Linked DNA regions of Danio rerio: region 2 is linked to region 1. A link is a contact called in public Hi-C data. All regions are on one chromosome and are shown on one strand. The core of a region is the stretch at or near the end of the contact, and the rest is flanking DNA. Distances in the headings are between cores, read along the strand shown. Region 1 holds the start of scamp4 (secretory carrier membrane protein 4). Region 2 holds the start of kif14 (kinesin family member 14).

Region 1 (7,905 bases), core at 4,642-7,141:
AAACTTATTGCATTAGTCAAGAGTTCTACGGTTTATTTTTGAGAGTCCCGCTCAGCTGTCATGTGCTGTTATTTGAATTAATGACGATGAGCAGTAAAACATAAGGAAAAAGTTGGAGTTTAATTTTAAACGATGACAGCCAGACATCATCGCCATATATAAATTAGAGGTAAAACTTTCTAATACAGAGCCGCTGGCTAGAATTATGCATTACAGGCTTTACGTTATTCACCTTATTCTTACCGTACGAGCGAGCGCAGCCACTTAAATTGTTTTGGCTCAAGACTTCCACTCTCATTCACTTCCATCAAATTTTAGAAGTTAAAAACAGCTGGTTATGCTGCTTGATGTTGCAAACTGACATTTTTCTATTATATGATTATGCTATGTTTGTATAATTATGCAAATGCTTGTTTGTAGAGCAAGTAGTATAACCGTTTTTGACAGATTTATTATTCCTAGTCATTTTTCCCGTAGGGAGCTTAATCGAAAGTTCTAAAACAAACGAGAACGAGAGCACTTCCGTATTGAAAAATAAGGTCAATAGAAAGAAATAACTGAGACAGCAGTTTGTTTAATTTTAACAACAGATAAACAGCTCCCGTTATTATTGGCATGCTTTCAGTTTCGTATTCGACATGAAATGCACATTTACCAGCAAAAATGACCTACATTTACATTTTACATTAAGCAAACCTAAGATAAAATATGATAAATACCGCATTATTACATAATTAAAAGTATAATTGTAATGGAAATGTCTAATATTTAGCAATATTACATTCAATATATAAATTTTCTTTCTATTTGTGTTGTTTGAGAAACATTGTTTTGTTTTTTTTACCTTAAGGGATCGTCTCTTCACTTTATTAGCTGCATTTATCCGTGATGTCTGCAACAACAACAAAAAGAGATTGCACTAATCAATAGATTGCACGATAACAGAAGCGTTATATGATATGAGTAATAACTCCTATCTACTCACAGAAGCAGGGGTGGTTGGAGCACTTTTGCTGGGCTCTGGTGAGCTCGCGATCACAGAGGCGGAGCTGGTGGACCCTGTGGACAGCACAGACTCATTCCCATGACTGACTTCAGCCTCCTGCTGCTCCTCTTCCTCCTCCTCCTCCTCAGTGTCAGAGTCCTGAGTGATGTCCAGAAGCGGGAGGGCATCTACATCTTCAGCTTCATCCTTTTCAGTCTCCTCCTCTGTCAGTGGTATAGTCGGTTCTGTAGATTCTGTAGTACCTTCAGAGGTCTTTGTTTTCTCTTCACTAAGAGGGCAGGTGGCAGCGATAGGAGGTGCCGGCTGCTGTTTGGCAGAATCGTTTGAGTCTTCAGTTAGGTCGATAGTGGCTTCAGGGGCTGAGCGGAGCGGGGAACGCTTCCGCCGACTCATGAAGCAATCAAGAGGACCACGGCCGTTCACCAGAGCCGGGCCATGGTGCGAGATGGAGGAGCTGTCCTGATCATTTTCCTGATCACTGGGTTCAGAACACTTGGGAGCAACGGGACCTTTGGTTCTTTTGGGCTCATTGCATTCCTTGGGTTCAGGGTTGAGCCTTTTGAAAGGCAGACGTGCTGAAGGGAGGTGACATTGTTAGATGTGTAAGAATCTAAATATCATATGCATGTTTATATGGAAAAACAAGTCTTTTATCAAAGAAGGTCCATACTGACTCCAAAAACACATACTGATGAGATCAGGGCCTGGTGTGTGGACTTTGGGGGGTTTTATGACAAGTTCACATGTTGATTGGTCAATTTGAATGTCTCAGCATTTGGGCTTTAGTCACATGGTCAAGAAAGATACAAAATATGTGTAAAACTCTGCCCTGGCTCTTTCCCTGTCTTTTCCTGGTCTGTGCTCTTCTGCTCTGCTCCTCTCCTCCTCTGGAGTCTATCTTCTCTGCCTCTTAGAGGCCTACTTACTCTCTTTGTCTCTCCCTCCCTGTGTCTCTCCTTCTACATCTGGTAACTTTAATTTTACATTTAAGCTGTGTAAAATTCATATCATATGTTTTATTTAATATGTTATCATTTTATACAGTTATTTTGTAATCAATTCAGTTGTAACCATAGCAAGTTATTGTGATTAAATCATTTCATTTTTAAGTATTTGTAAATTACTTTTTAACATCAACATTTAATTGTTCCATATTGCAATACAATACGATCACATAATATCAACACTCTCTCACATTTTAACCTATTAATACTGCCCTTATTTCTGTATTAGGTATGAGATTGCAGAAAAATGGTTTGACTAGAAATGTACTGTTTTTTACCATCATGCTGATAACTCTTTAGTCACTCTGCAGAACTACAATTCAAACAAATATTAATTATTCACTTTCATAGTCATGTTTAACGCCTGTCTAACGCCTCTGTACACCCTGCTCTCTGGTTTAGGAAAGGCTTTCCTCTCCACACCAGATATCTCAGTCCCAGTGGAGTTTTTTCATCAGCAGCGAACATTGTAAATGTACAAAGACCTCAGCTTATGCCAGAGAACAGATATGCTGATATTTCTTTTTTTTATATTATCCCAGCACAGTCAAAGCTTTAGTTGTTTTATATTAATGGGTCTTCATTATTATTTTGAAAAATATGTGCAGCATTTAAGAAAAAATTAAAGGGCTCTTCACCTTAAAATTGTTTCAAATAATTTTGTTAAAAAATCATGACTAAAACGTGAGATTAGTATCATGAATCGTATCACATCGTGAGTCAAGTGAATCGTTACAACCATACTACTAAACCTTTTGTGAACCCAGAATTGGTAAACATAGTAGTTAAAAAATTTTTTTGCCATACCAAATTATTGTGGGGCATTGTTTGATTACCATTGAACCACTGAAGTCACAGCTGCTTTTCCACTTTTTTGCCAAACATTTCTAAGAACAGTCAGGTAAAGTTCCGGTTGTGTTTCCATGTGAGCCTGGAATGACGCGGCACGAATACAAACCATTCTCAGGCCAGAATTCTAGGAATAGATAGACAACTGTGCTGAACCGTGCTAAAGTGGTAGAGCACATTCACACATGAATGCCGTCATCACTCTGTTGCCTGGCTGCCAGTTTCTCCATAGTCAGCCAGGCGGAAGAGTGCTAACTTTATTTTTTGTTATTCAACAAACTAAATATCAGAAAAAGAGAGTCCCAAAAACAGAAATATCTGATTATGCATGTAGCTGTTTACGTTACCAACATTCCAAAGAGTTTCATTATCAGCACCACAGTAGAAACTGGAACTACTCTGACTGGCCCAGATCAGCATGGAATGGTTAGGCAAACGGAACCATTCAGCCAGACAGTGGAAAAGCAGCTATGGATTGTTTTGACAATGATTTTGTTTACTGTGTACAGTAATTTTCATTTTTGGATGAACTATGCCTTTAAAATGGACGTAAGGTCATTTACACAAGCAACAGTTACAAAAGATAAACAGCCCTTAATAAAGGTTAATATAAGAATAACTTGTATATTACATCCTCTATTTTAACTTAAGTGTTACACTGATGCCAAAAGAACTTTTCTGTTAAAGCTTTAATAAAAAAAGTTAAATATTGCAACCTTTAAAGAATTAACCTAAAAATGGTAGCATGCTTTTAGATTTATAAACATAAATTTTCACTGATGGCCTTTTGAATGGATAATGTGTGTTATACTGCTTACTTTTCTTGTGTGTGTGTGTTTAATATATATATATATATATATATATATATATATATATATATATATATATATATATATATATATATATATCTGTGTGTGTGTGTGTGTGTATAAGAAAAGTAAGCCAATATACTCGAGTATCTTGCACTTTTACACAATTACAATGCATTTTGGCTATAAAGAAATTGTAGAATAGTATAATCAAAAACTTAAATTATGCATTGGCTCTGGTCCTAAATGCATGACTAAACCAAACAAAATATATTTTGTAGCATGTCATAACTTCAATAGCCTAAATTCCCAAAACTAATGTTGTTTACCTTGAACAAGCTTCTTGTTGGTATTAGCTTTGCCCACACAATCCATATCTGAAATAAACAAAAGGTGTTAAGTCAAATGCTTAACAAACACAAGTACAAATAAATCAAATGACATTAATGTGACATGAACTTTGACAAATCGCAAAAATCAAAACTTGTCAGAAAACATGAGTGTTTGTTGTCAAAACATGTCTCGTCATAACAAAGGTGATTGCTACGTCTGCATGCTAACTACTGACAGTCACAGTCGAACATGACCTCACTTTTTCTCTTTTCTAGCATAAACGGTAAACCTTCAGGTTTTGAGTGTCAAGAAGCTTCAAGATAAAGTATTAAGAGTTGGAAGAAGGCAATAGACGCAAACAGGGTGATAATGTTTATTTTTAATCTCCCGCCATTCAGCGAATGATGGTTTGCAGGCCTGTGGCGACTGAGTTTGGCTACTGAACCTGAGCCATTAACTTAATACATTAACACTAGACTGAAGAACAATGAACCAGTTGAAGCTCAAAATAACAGGTGTGAGACATTTTTTTAGAAATACTCGAGAATAAAGGGAAAACAAACAAAATACGAGATTAAATGCACATTTTAGAAGTAAAAACTTAATTGTCAATAACAAATCCGACCGAATAGCTCACTTGCTAATGTGCTAATTTAGATTATAAAACTTTCGACAACCACGAAAACTACAAGCAAACAAAACCTTAATAGCATTTTTATCATTTTCAGAGACAAATATCCAATAATAACCTTTTTCTGAATAACTGAAAGGTAAAATATGTTTTTTTCAGTACTATTGTCCACTTAAATCATTCATCTGCGTTGAATTACGACATTCCTATCGATGTAATTAATCAGTAAATAATGTATTTTACAATAAAACCCAGACCTCTGCGTGGAGTGGAGGCCAAAGGCTCTTCGGCCGCGAGCATCACGACCACCATCCGCGCGCCCTTCGGCTCCGTGCGCTCGCGCTCGCTCACACTGGAAATCTTACACGGAAACGGGGAGCGCGATTTTGGACGTCTTACACAGCTTCTTACGGCCACTCATCGACTCCACGACTTTTCCAGGGTAACGTTAACTTGTCAACCGCTAATTCGACAGGTTTCTGTAACTTTTGGAGGTTTAATTTGTTGTTTTTTTCGTGTGTGATCCTGCTCCCCGCGTTCCCGTCTCATCCCCGGCCAGACTCCCTCGCGCTCCCCGCTCAGAATTGGCGGGAGCTTGCCGCTGGCCTGGATCGAAAGCTGTGATTGGTCAGTGGGGCACTACGTCGTATGAACGAAGATACACGTTATTGGCTGATACTCGTAGTCCTGCCTTCCAACACGTAGCTTTGAGCTGCGATTGAACAATGAGTATGATTCTCGAATAGGATTGGCTTGAAGCAAATAATAAGTCAAAAAGTTATTCCGTGCAACTGCTTTGACTTGGTAATTTTTGCGGCAGATTTTGTTAGTTTCACGAAGCGAAAACCGTTTTGACAATTACAAAGTTATTATTTTCTCCCAATAAAACAATGGACAGCAAATAATTAATTGTTATTTGAACTAGCAGTCCTTTAAAGGTAGTTTAAAACAAACCATCACGTTGTATCTCAGTACCTGCTTCTAACATTTGGTAAAAAGTAACACGCTTCTGCAAAAAATAGCAGAAACGTGTCATATTTATCAATTGCCACAGGGCAGGAAAACTGGTAAATTATCTAGTCACAAGCGCAGATACCACACCTTTGATAGTTTTGCGATGGGGCTTGTAGTCTTTACCGCTTACAATTTCTGTCCGCTACGTGCAAAACGTGCCAACGTAGAACTACATTTCCCACAATGCACCAGAACGCGCCACCACGTGATTTCTAGAATTCAATGCGGACTGCAGACGCATCCCCATCAAACTATTTAGCGGTACACAGGTAATGCATGTTTATTATTATGAGTTCGTGCTTTTTTGCATTGTTAAAACATCGTTTATTCTGTTAAAGCCATGGACTATACTTTGCGCAGTTACTGTATAGTTTGTCTGTTGTTTTTTTACTGCAGTTGTGTTTGACAGTGCAGCTGCTGGCCTGTACTGTTTTCACGTACAATTATTACTGTCAAATATCCTATATATAGGATTAATACAATCATATGCTGCTAGTTATTAAGCATTTATGTTCTTAAGAGAAAGCTTTTATGAACTTATGTGGTTCAACAGATATAATTTAGGAAAACTACTTATATTTTAATATGTGTTATTAGTTTTTTTTCCCTTTTTTATGATATTTGTGTTCCTTTTAGCATTAAAAACCATCAGTCCGTTAGTTCAGGGAGAGGAAAAGTCCACCTTCACCAGAAGGATCAACATTGTGAACTTTCTCTAAATTGAAACATGACAGGTGAGTCACGTTTGGTTTTGTCATGTAATAACTATGAATCTCACCTTGTTCATGCTGTGCTTTGGTATAAATCTTTTTTTATTTGTGCTTTGTCTGACAGATCGAACAAATAACTTCCCTCCTTTGCCAAAGTTTCTTCGTATAAAGCCATGCTTTTACCAAAATTTTGATGAGGAAATTCCTCAACCCCACCGCCAGCTTGTGCGTCGCGTCTACAATCTTTGGATGTGTGAGTAAATAATTGTCTATTTTAAAGATATCCATTTCAGTTCTTACCAGAGAGTCTATCTTATCTGAAGATTGTGATTACTAATGGTTCCCACCAGTCACAGAATTTCTTGAATGTCATTGTATCAGGAATTTTTGTTTGATGCTATTTTATTGCATTGTTTCAAGACTATTGCTATTTCTTAGCTTCATTTTATTCCTTTCACACTCATCAACTGGCAGTCGATGTTAACTAAAGCTAACCATTCAGGGGTGCGTTTCCCAAACAACGACGTAACTCGCAGCTGAACTGTCATAGTACAATGATGCATCGTTTGGGAAAAGAACGATGTAGTGACAAGTGTTTCCCAAAATGCATAATTTCTCTGTCGCAGATCCATCACTTGAACCACGTTAGTTATAGCGTAAAACGCCCAAAATCACTCTCTAAACTGGGTGGAGAGACAACTTCTTTAGATTATTTAGATTCTTTAGATATTAGATTTGGTAAAAACATGCACTCGCTTTCCATATTAACTGAAATATATGGCACATATTGGGCCTGTTTGTTTTACAAATATTATTGAAAATGACATATCATATTCTAAAACATAAAATCACTTACAAACGCTAGCACGTGTTCTAATATCATATATAAATCATATAAATATTGAGGCGATTTATCATGAAATGAAATTTAATAATTATTATGTTTTAGAAATGAAAACAAAAATCATACTTTAATAATAATATTAATAGTATTGATGATGATGATTTTAATATTATTATTAAGTAGGATATTGTTTGTTTATTTATTTGTTTTTTAAAAGTCTATTTTTACAATTTGACACATGTAAACTACATAAAAAAGTTTTAACCAGCAGGCCCATGTCATATACAGTACAGAGACTTAATAAATAACCCACTATAAATTAAAAGAATTAACGTATGCTTTTTGTTTTCTTAAGCTTTGGAGACGTAACATAAATTCCGCTTTCAAATAATAGGTCACCTATAGCTTTCGCCATGAGGCTGTGTTCAAAATGACATAAATGTTTTTAAAGTGCACTGCGAAGGGAGCAAAATTGTAAACATGAAGATCGCCAAAACTGAACTGTAAAAATAGTTTGAAAGCAAATTACACCTAAGAGAGATGACTTTAATGCTTTTTTACTTTTCATAATTCCAACTTTGAATGTAAAAATGTTTTAAATGAATAGGGCATAGGGGGGATAAGTGGGAATAGAACACAGCCAGGAACTATGTTTCTAACAGCTCCAGAGGTGTAGTTGCGAGTGCTCAAGTTTGCGATGCATTT
Region 2 (6,895 bases), core at 1,074-3,573, 140 kb after region 1:
GCTATACATACATTCTATAAAAATACACCATATGATACCCTCTATACAAATACACATATGATACACACTATACATATTATGTACTCTATATATAAACACATTTTACACTCCATACATATACAAACATAATACATTCTATACATGAGCACACTCCATACATGTGGAAACAATATGCTCTATAGATACACATGATAGACCCTATGCATACACACAGTATACACTCCATATAATACACGTTACACTTAATACATTCTATGCATATACACACAAATCACTCCTGTCAGGGTGTGGATGTAGAACCCGGGTTTCTGGCGTGAGAGGAGAGTCACATTACCACTGAGCTACTGGAAGTTGATGACACATAATACACTCTATACATATACACACGATACACAACTTCCATTTCTCTCGTGAGATTTTTCACACGTTTGCCATCTCCTGTACAATCATGTTTAGAATTACATGCATCATCAATGATCTTCTCCAGAAGAAAGACCATATGGTCCCTATAATGCTTTTTAAACATGTCGTCCACAATAGACCTCATTTGACAATCAAAAACAGGGTCGCACTCGCACTTAGGCCTTTCATGCGCATCACCTTCAGCATTTTGAGAACAATACCAATCAGCCATCTTTGCAAGGGGGCTGTCAGAAGAAATCAGATTTATTATTTTTTTTATCACAATACAAAGTTTGCCCTATAATGTGTGTAGAACATATGGAGTAGTACTTTAAAGATGCTGCTGGTGTCCTTAAACAGTAATAGTTCAGTCCTAATAGTTCAGTGCAAACAAGACCAAAGTAGTGGCCTTGTTCCTTAAAGATAGTAGCCTACCTTTTTATGTCTTTAATCTTCTTTTTACTCCTGATCAATGGATTCTTGTGGAAAGTTCTGGTGTCAGTGGCTGTACCCAAAATCATTACTAAAACATATATTTAAAAAATAGTAATAAATCATAAATATACTTGTTAATTTTTTTTTGCAAACAAACATTACACACACTTTAGTAAAATACCTGAATTAATATATTTGTTATGGTAATACAACAACTTGAGTAATATCAACGGACTGAAGAATATTATACTACATTACACCAGTTTACTGTAGGAAAAACGGATACTATTAGTTTTTTAGTCCACTATAGTTATTATACTACAGTTTGCTGCAGCATTCATTAACAAAGTGTTGTGAGTGCTATAACAAATAACCAATATAATACATTTTACTAAAGTATGGTTCAAAAACGACAGATTTTACTGTAAATTACTCTAGATTTATTTCGCGTCATCTTTTGGTCAAGCTCAGAGACCTTCTCTGACTGTTTACCCTGATAGACACTGCCATCTGTTGGTCCATCTACGTCCCTGCGTCGCCGTTACGTCAATCTGAGCCGACCAATCACTGCACGCGGACTGTTTTTGAATCGGAGCGGCAGTATGGCGGAACACAGACAGTGAACTGTTGTTGTTATTATTTATTGACGCACTGAGGCGGAGTACAGTCAGCCGGTTACTTACTTCTCAACGTCAAAACCGACATACACTAGACGAAGAAAGGACTGCGGGTTTTTAATCTTCAAACAAATCAACTTTTAATTCACTAAACGGCTGTTAAATGACCGAACACCGACATCGGCAGGTCAGTTTTCGCAAATATGTATTTTAAATGCAAGTGGGCACGTTGTTGACATCTGAGAACTCATTATTGTAGAAAGATGATACAATTTGTGGAATGAAATGCTTATTTTAGACTTTTAAATTATGGATTTATCAAAAGGAGAGGTCACATCATCTTTTAATAAAACCAAAGAAATAAACAAAACCTACACGATCTCAGCACTCACAACAAACGGGGAAAACGCATTCAAAACACCATCCAAACTCACTCTTCAGAGAAAAACCAGCAGAAATCATCATGACGAAACCACACAGGAGAACCCAAAGCGCCTCACCCTTCAGAGGAGAACCAGAACAGGCTCTTTGAACAGAACCAAAGTCCTCACTGAACCCAACCCAGCACCAAAAGAGACTCAAGACACCATTAAAACACCTGCAAAAACCTCATGGGGTGCTCAGAAAGCCACCCAGGAGGAAAACAAAACAGTTTCGACACCAACAAGAAGAACCCAGTTTGAGAAGCTGAGCGTCAAGAGGGACGTTTTTGAGAAACTGGCTGGTAAAGATGCATCTAAACCCACATTTCCAAAGCCAGCATCTGCCAGAGGAGCGAAGCCTCCTCAGATGAGCAGTGAAAGTGGGAGATCTGCAGGTGAGAAGCTTCTGGTTGGTGGTTTAAATAGGCACATGACTCCTGCATCACAGCCAGCACAGGTGAGGAGACCTGCAGGCCTGATGAGCTCCAGCACACCTCATGGAGGAAGAAGAGTTGAAGGACACACTCCTGCTGAAGGCTTGAGCAAAATGAGTGATTTACAAACTCAAGAGCTGAAGATGGAGAACAGCGCAGTCACGGTTGCTGTACGTGTAAGACCTTTCAGCTCCAGGTAAGAGATTTTCTGATTTTGAACTTTTAATTTGGCTTAAATTTTTTTTTTGGTGTCTGTGTTTATGGTTTATAAATAAGTTACTTTTCTTAAAGGAAAAAGTAGAATGTTTTGACTCTACAAAATAGCTGTAATAAAAAAACAAACTACAATAAACTGATAAATAACTTTGCCACTGCATGTTTAAAAATTACATTTTATGCTTATTGAAAAATGACCATGTAGGACATAACATTATCTTTACCTGTTTCAGGAGTGGACATGTATGTACAGTGCTCAGTAGGGCTGAACGATATTGGAAAAAACAGACTTTTCTTCTAAAAATATATTGCAATATACTATATAATTTGCCAGACTAAATAAACAGCTCAGAATTTACACAATTTTACATGGCTTAGAATGACTTTAGAGTGCATCTGCATGAAATTAAATAAATCAATTGATGAAAACACTAGAGCAAATATATAAATAAAAAAACACAACAACAACCGTTTTGCAGTATTAAGGTACACAAATTGAATAATCAAATGTAAATTAACTATGTGGTTTTCATTGTGTATATATACTTAAATGCAATTAATCTTTCTTAAAGTGAGAAACATTAGGATTTTTTTGTATTTACACAATCACAGGCCTTAAAAACATGAACAAGTGTGGTTCCTGGTCAACTATAATCCTGCTTCAACATTGCAGAACCTGCAGTGTGACTGTTGCAGATGCACACTTTGCGATGTTGATGTTAAAACAATATATTGAATGTTTTATATCCATTTCCCAGTAAATCTAGACAATCCATTTTGGTGCATTTAACAAAAATTTAATTAATTACAATAAGAGTCTGGTCACTTATAGAAATAGAAAGATTAGACATTTAAATTCAAATGAGTTACTGCAAAAAAGACTATTCTATTTTAATTACATTTTATGATTCCTTTAAAAATGTTCCCTAACATATTAATTTGGGCATCCGATGGTTAAACATATGCTGGATTAGTTGGCAGTTAATTCTGCTGTGACGACGACCATTGATAAATAAAGAAAATGAAAATGAATAAATATTAATTCACGTGTACTATTTTGTTTTTGGAACATCATCTTATAATTGTAATGTTAACCTCAATCTTTAAACATTGTTATTAAAAAAAAATCATAAAAAATGTTTTTTGGTGAATATTAGATTAAATAATTGTGTAACTGTTGTATAGATTTTAAGTGTGTTACAATTTTTTAGAATTAAATTAAATGTGTTTTATATAATATATAATTCATAATTGTACTAAATAAATACTGTAAAATTAGGCAAATTACTTATTAAAAGAATATTCAGATTATTTTCTAGTTTTTCTATTTCGTTTGAGTTGGATATCAAATTGTAAATGTAATAAATTATTAATTTATTTAATAAATTATATCATAATTATTTTTTGTTTCTGTATTATTATAATTAATTTGTATTATAAATTTGGCCTGCACAAACATTTCAGCATCGATATCACAATGTAATAGATCGTAAAGCAAGATATGCAATGTTGAGTCTATTATGTCAGTGTTAAGTATTAAAATGTTTGAAGATTTAAATGTATGAAGATTTAAAAAGCAATCAGACAGTAAAAATTGTACCCTTAGGAACGTTAATAACAAAATACTGTTAGACTTGAAAAATTATAAAATGATAAATTTTTCTTTATTGTCTTTACCTATGCTATTATTTCGTTAAATAGATTCTATGCAGATGAGCAGACACCAACAGAATCATCCTAATCACAACAATTATACATTCTTTCCAAGCGGACATTCAAGTCATCTGGTGAAATTGTATCCGTATTGCAATATACATCGCAGACTAACAAAATATCGCAATGTTAGATTTTCCTATTATCGTATATATGATAAACGTTATTATAATTACTTAAAATGTAATCAGATATTCTTATTTAGAATATATTACTATTATCACAGTGTTACTTGTATACTGAATATTTCATCATTCTTTGCAGGGAGAAGAATGAAAAAGCCTGTCAGGTGATCTTCATGGAAAACCAGGACACTTTAGTGCAACATCCGGATACCAAACAAACCCACAAATTCACCTTTGACTTCTCCTTCTGCTCTATCAATGAAGCGGATGCAAGTTTTTCCAGTCAGCAGCTGATTTATGAAAAACTGGCTCGGCCTTTGCTTGAAAGAGCATTTGATGGATTTAATACCTGTCTCTTTGCATATGGACAAACAGGGTCTGGAAAGTCTTACACGTAAGTCATTTTGTTTCTTTTTTTTTAGCATTTAACTTTGGGTCCATCAAGTGTATTTCTTGTGTCTTGTCTAGGATGATGGGTTTTGGTGAAGAAACTGGAGTTATTCCCAGATTCTGTGAGGAGCTTTTTTCAAGATTGGCCAGATCTGAAACCAAAGAGGTTATGGTTATGATTATTCAATTATGACTATTTATCTATGAATTCTAGATTTAACCTTTTTTTTAAAGCAAGTTTGTTTATGTTAAAGATGTCTTGTCATCTGGAGATGAGTTACTTTGAGGTCTACAATGAGAAGATCCATGACTTGCTGGTGGCCAAGGATGAACAAAACCAGAAGAAAATGCCTGTTAGTACAACAGCTCAATAATGCTAAGTGTTAGAAGTGTTGTGCAATTTATTTGCCTTTCTTGTTAATCTATTTGTTGTCTTTTTATTTTTCCAGCTGCGTGTTAGAGAACATCCTGTTTACGGGCCTTATGTTGCAGATCTGTCCACGTAAGCAAATACTTAAACCAAATAAAAGGCCATAGAATGCTATAGATTTTTTTGTTTGTTTTTTTGTTATGATTTGTTTAGACTTGTTTGTGTGTTGGTTTATTAAATATTTTTGCTGGATTTTGTTTTGGCTGTTGTTTTTAGTTTGATTTTGAGTTTTTTTTTTTTTTTTTTTTTTTTTTTTTTGGTGATTTGATTTAGATTTTTGGCTTGTTTAGAATTTTACTGTTTTACAAAATCAATTTTGAATATGTTTGTGAGTTTTTAATTGTTTTTTTTTTTTTACTTTCATACTTTCTTGTTTTTTTATTTATTTTGTGTTGCGGTTTTCAGTCTTGTCATTTATGTATTTATTTTTTATTTAATTTATTAATGTATTTTTTTTACTTAAGGTTGTGATCCTACCGAATGCACTTTTCAGTGAAAAAAGCTCACTTTAGAAAAAGAGCAATGTGCTGTGCTTTTTATCTTGTGAGGCCAACATTGAATCATTGGTCTTGAAGCTGGCTTTGGTTGCTTTTCTGCTAAGTGACATTGGTTGATTTATTTATTTTTTTTATATAAGAGTTGACGTTTTTGACTACAATGCTTCAGCAAAAGCACAAGGCCGCATAAACAGTGTGCAAAATGCTCCCTGCCAATAGAAAATAATGAATAAAAAGGCACCTCTTACTGCAACCCCCCCCCCCCCCCCCACACACACACACAAAAAAAAAAACAAACACATTCTTTGTGATTGGAGCCTTAGTTTGCTTTATTTAATTTTTTTTAAGTTTCCTTTTTGTTGTTGTTTTTATTTTAATACATTTTAGTTAATTAAAAATAGATTTGTTTGAACTTGTGGTTATTAAGGACGTAAAGACAGACGTAATCTCGGCATACTGTCACTAGCTCTCAAAAGACAATTTAATAAGACAACATTTTGACCTACAAGGTCTTCATCAGGTCACACAGGAAATACAAGAGAACCTTAGATATAGTCAAACTTGACATGACACCTGCAAACACTGATAACCCTAATTATTAACCAATAGAAACATGTAGTACTATTCAAACTGAACTGAAAAAAACTTAAATTATGTACCGAGTATATAATTATGTATATAAAATTTTGGAAATACATTTAAGTGTCCATTGTAGGACTGCTCATACAAAACAGCAGCAAACCAAAAAGAAAAAGATGACAACTTAATTTGTTGTATTGTGGTTTTGTTTTGTCTGACATGTTTTATTCTAACTTGATTTGGCATGTTAAGCATTTTGGTTTCTTTTTTGTGGGCTTGTTATGTTTTTGTTTGTGACTTGTTTTTGACTTTATTTTTTTCTTTGACTTCTCATTCAGTCTTTATTCTGTTTTTTTTGTGTTGTGATTTCATTTAGATTTTTTTACAGGCTCATTTTCAATTTAATTTTGTTGTCTATTGGTTCAGTACTGGCTTGTTTTGTGCTATTATTGCTAATCTCTGAACTCTCTTGCAGTAATGTCGTCTCATCCTACTCTGACATTAAGGTAATTTTCAACTTTGTCTTAACATACTCATTCTTCACCTCTTTTAATGTGTTCATGTTATCACAACTTAATTTTCCCTTCCTCATCTACACAGACTTGGCTTGAATTGGGTAACAAACAGAGAGCCAC

What was found. A called contact is a pair of places that touch in the nucleus more often than the background predicts.
Region 2: a Hi-C map of hematopoietic stem cells shows a contact between it and region 1, with 1.9 times the contacts expected there. The contact joins the promoter of kif14 here to the promoter of scamp4 in region 1. A contact is called at or near these places in 2 of 18 Hi-C or Micro-C datasets (embryo and hematopoietic stem cells) and 1 of 4 datasets of contacts at active chromatin or transcription factors (embryo).

The regions. Positions count from the first base shown.
Region 1 is chr22:22,144,348-22,152,252 of GRCz12tu, forward strand. scamp4 (secretory carrier membrane protein 4) reads left to right here and starts at 5,892. Exons shown (of 7, transcript NM_001025525.1): 1 at 5,892-5,915; 2 at 6,283-6,380; 3 at 6,481-6,609. The coding sequence starts at 6,374. It overlaps chaf1a (chromatin assembly factor 1, subunit A (p150)), which reads right to left and starts at 5,200. Exons shown (of 16, transcript NM_001045013.2): 1 at 4,890-5,200; 2 at 3,998-4,045; 3 at 986-1,581; 4 at 845-892. The coding sequence starts at 4,944.
Region 2 is chr22:22,285,734-22,292,628 of GRCz12tu, forward strand. kif14 (kinesin family member 14) reads left to right here and starts at 2,324. Exons shown (of 29, transcript NM_001044976.1): 1 at 2,324-2,506; 2 at 4,504-4,758; 3 at 4,833-4,920; 4 at 5,009-5,107; 5 at 5,204-5,256; 6 at 6,736-6,766; 7 at 6,861-6,895. The coding sequence starts at 2,355.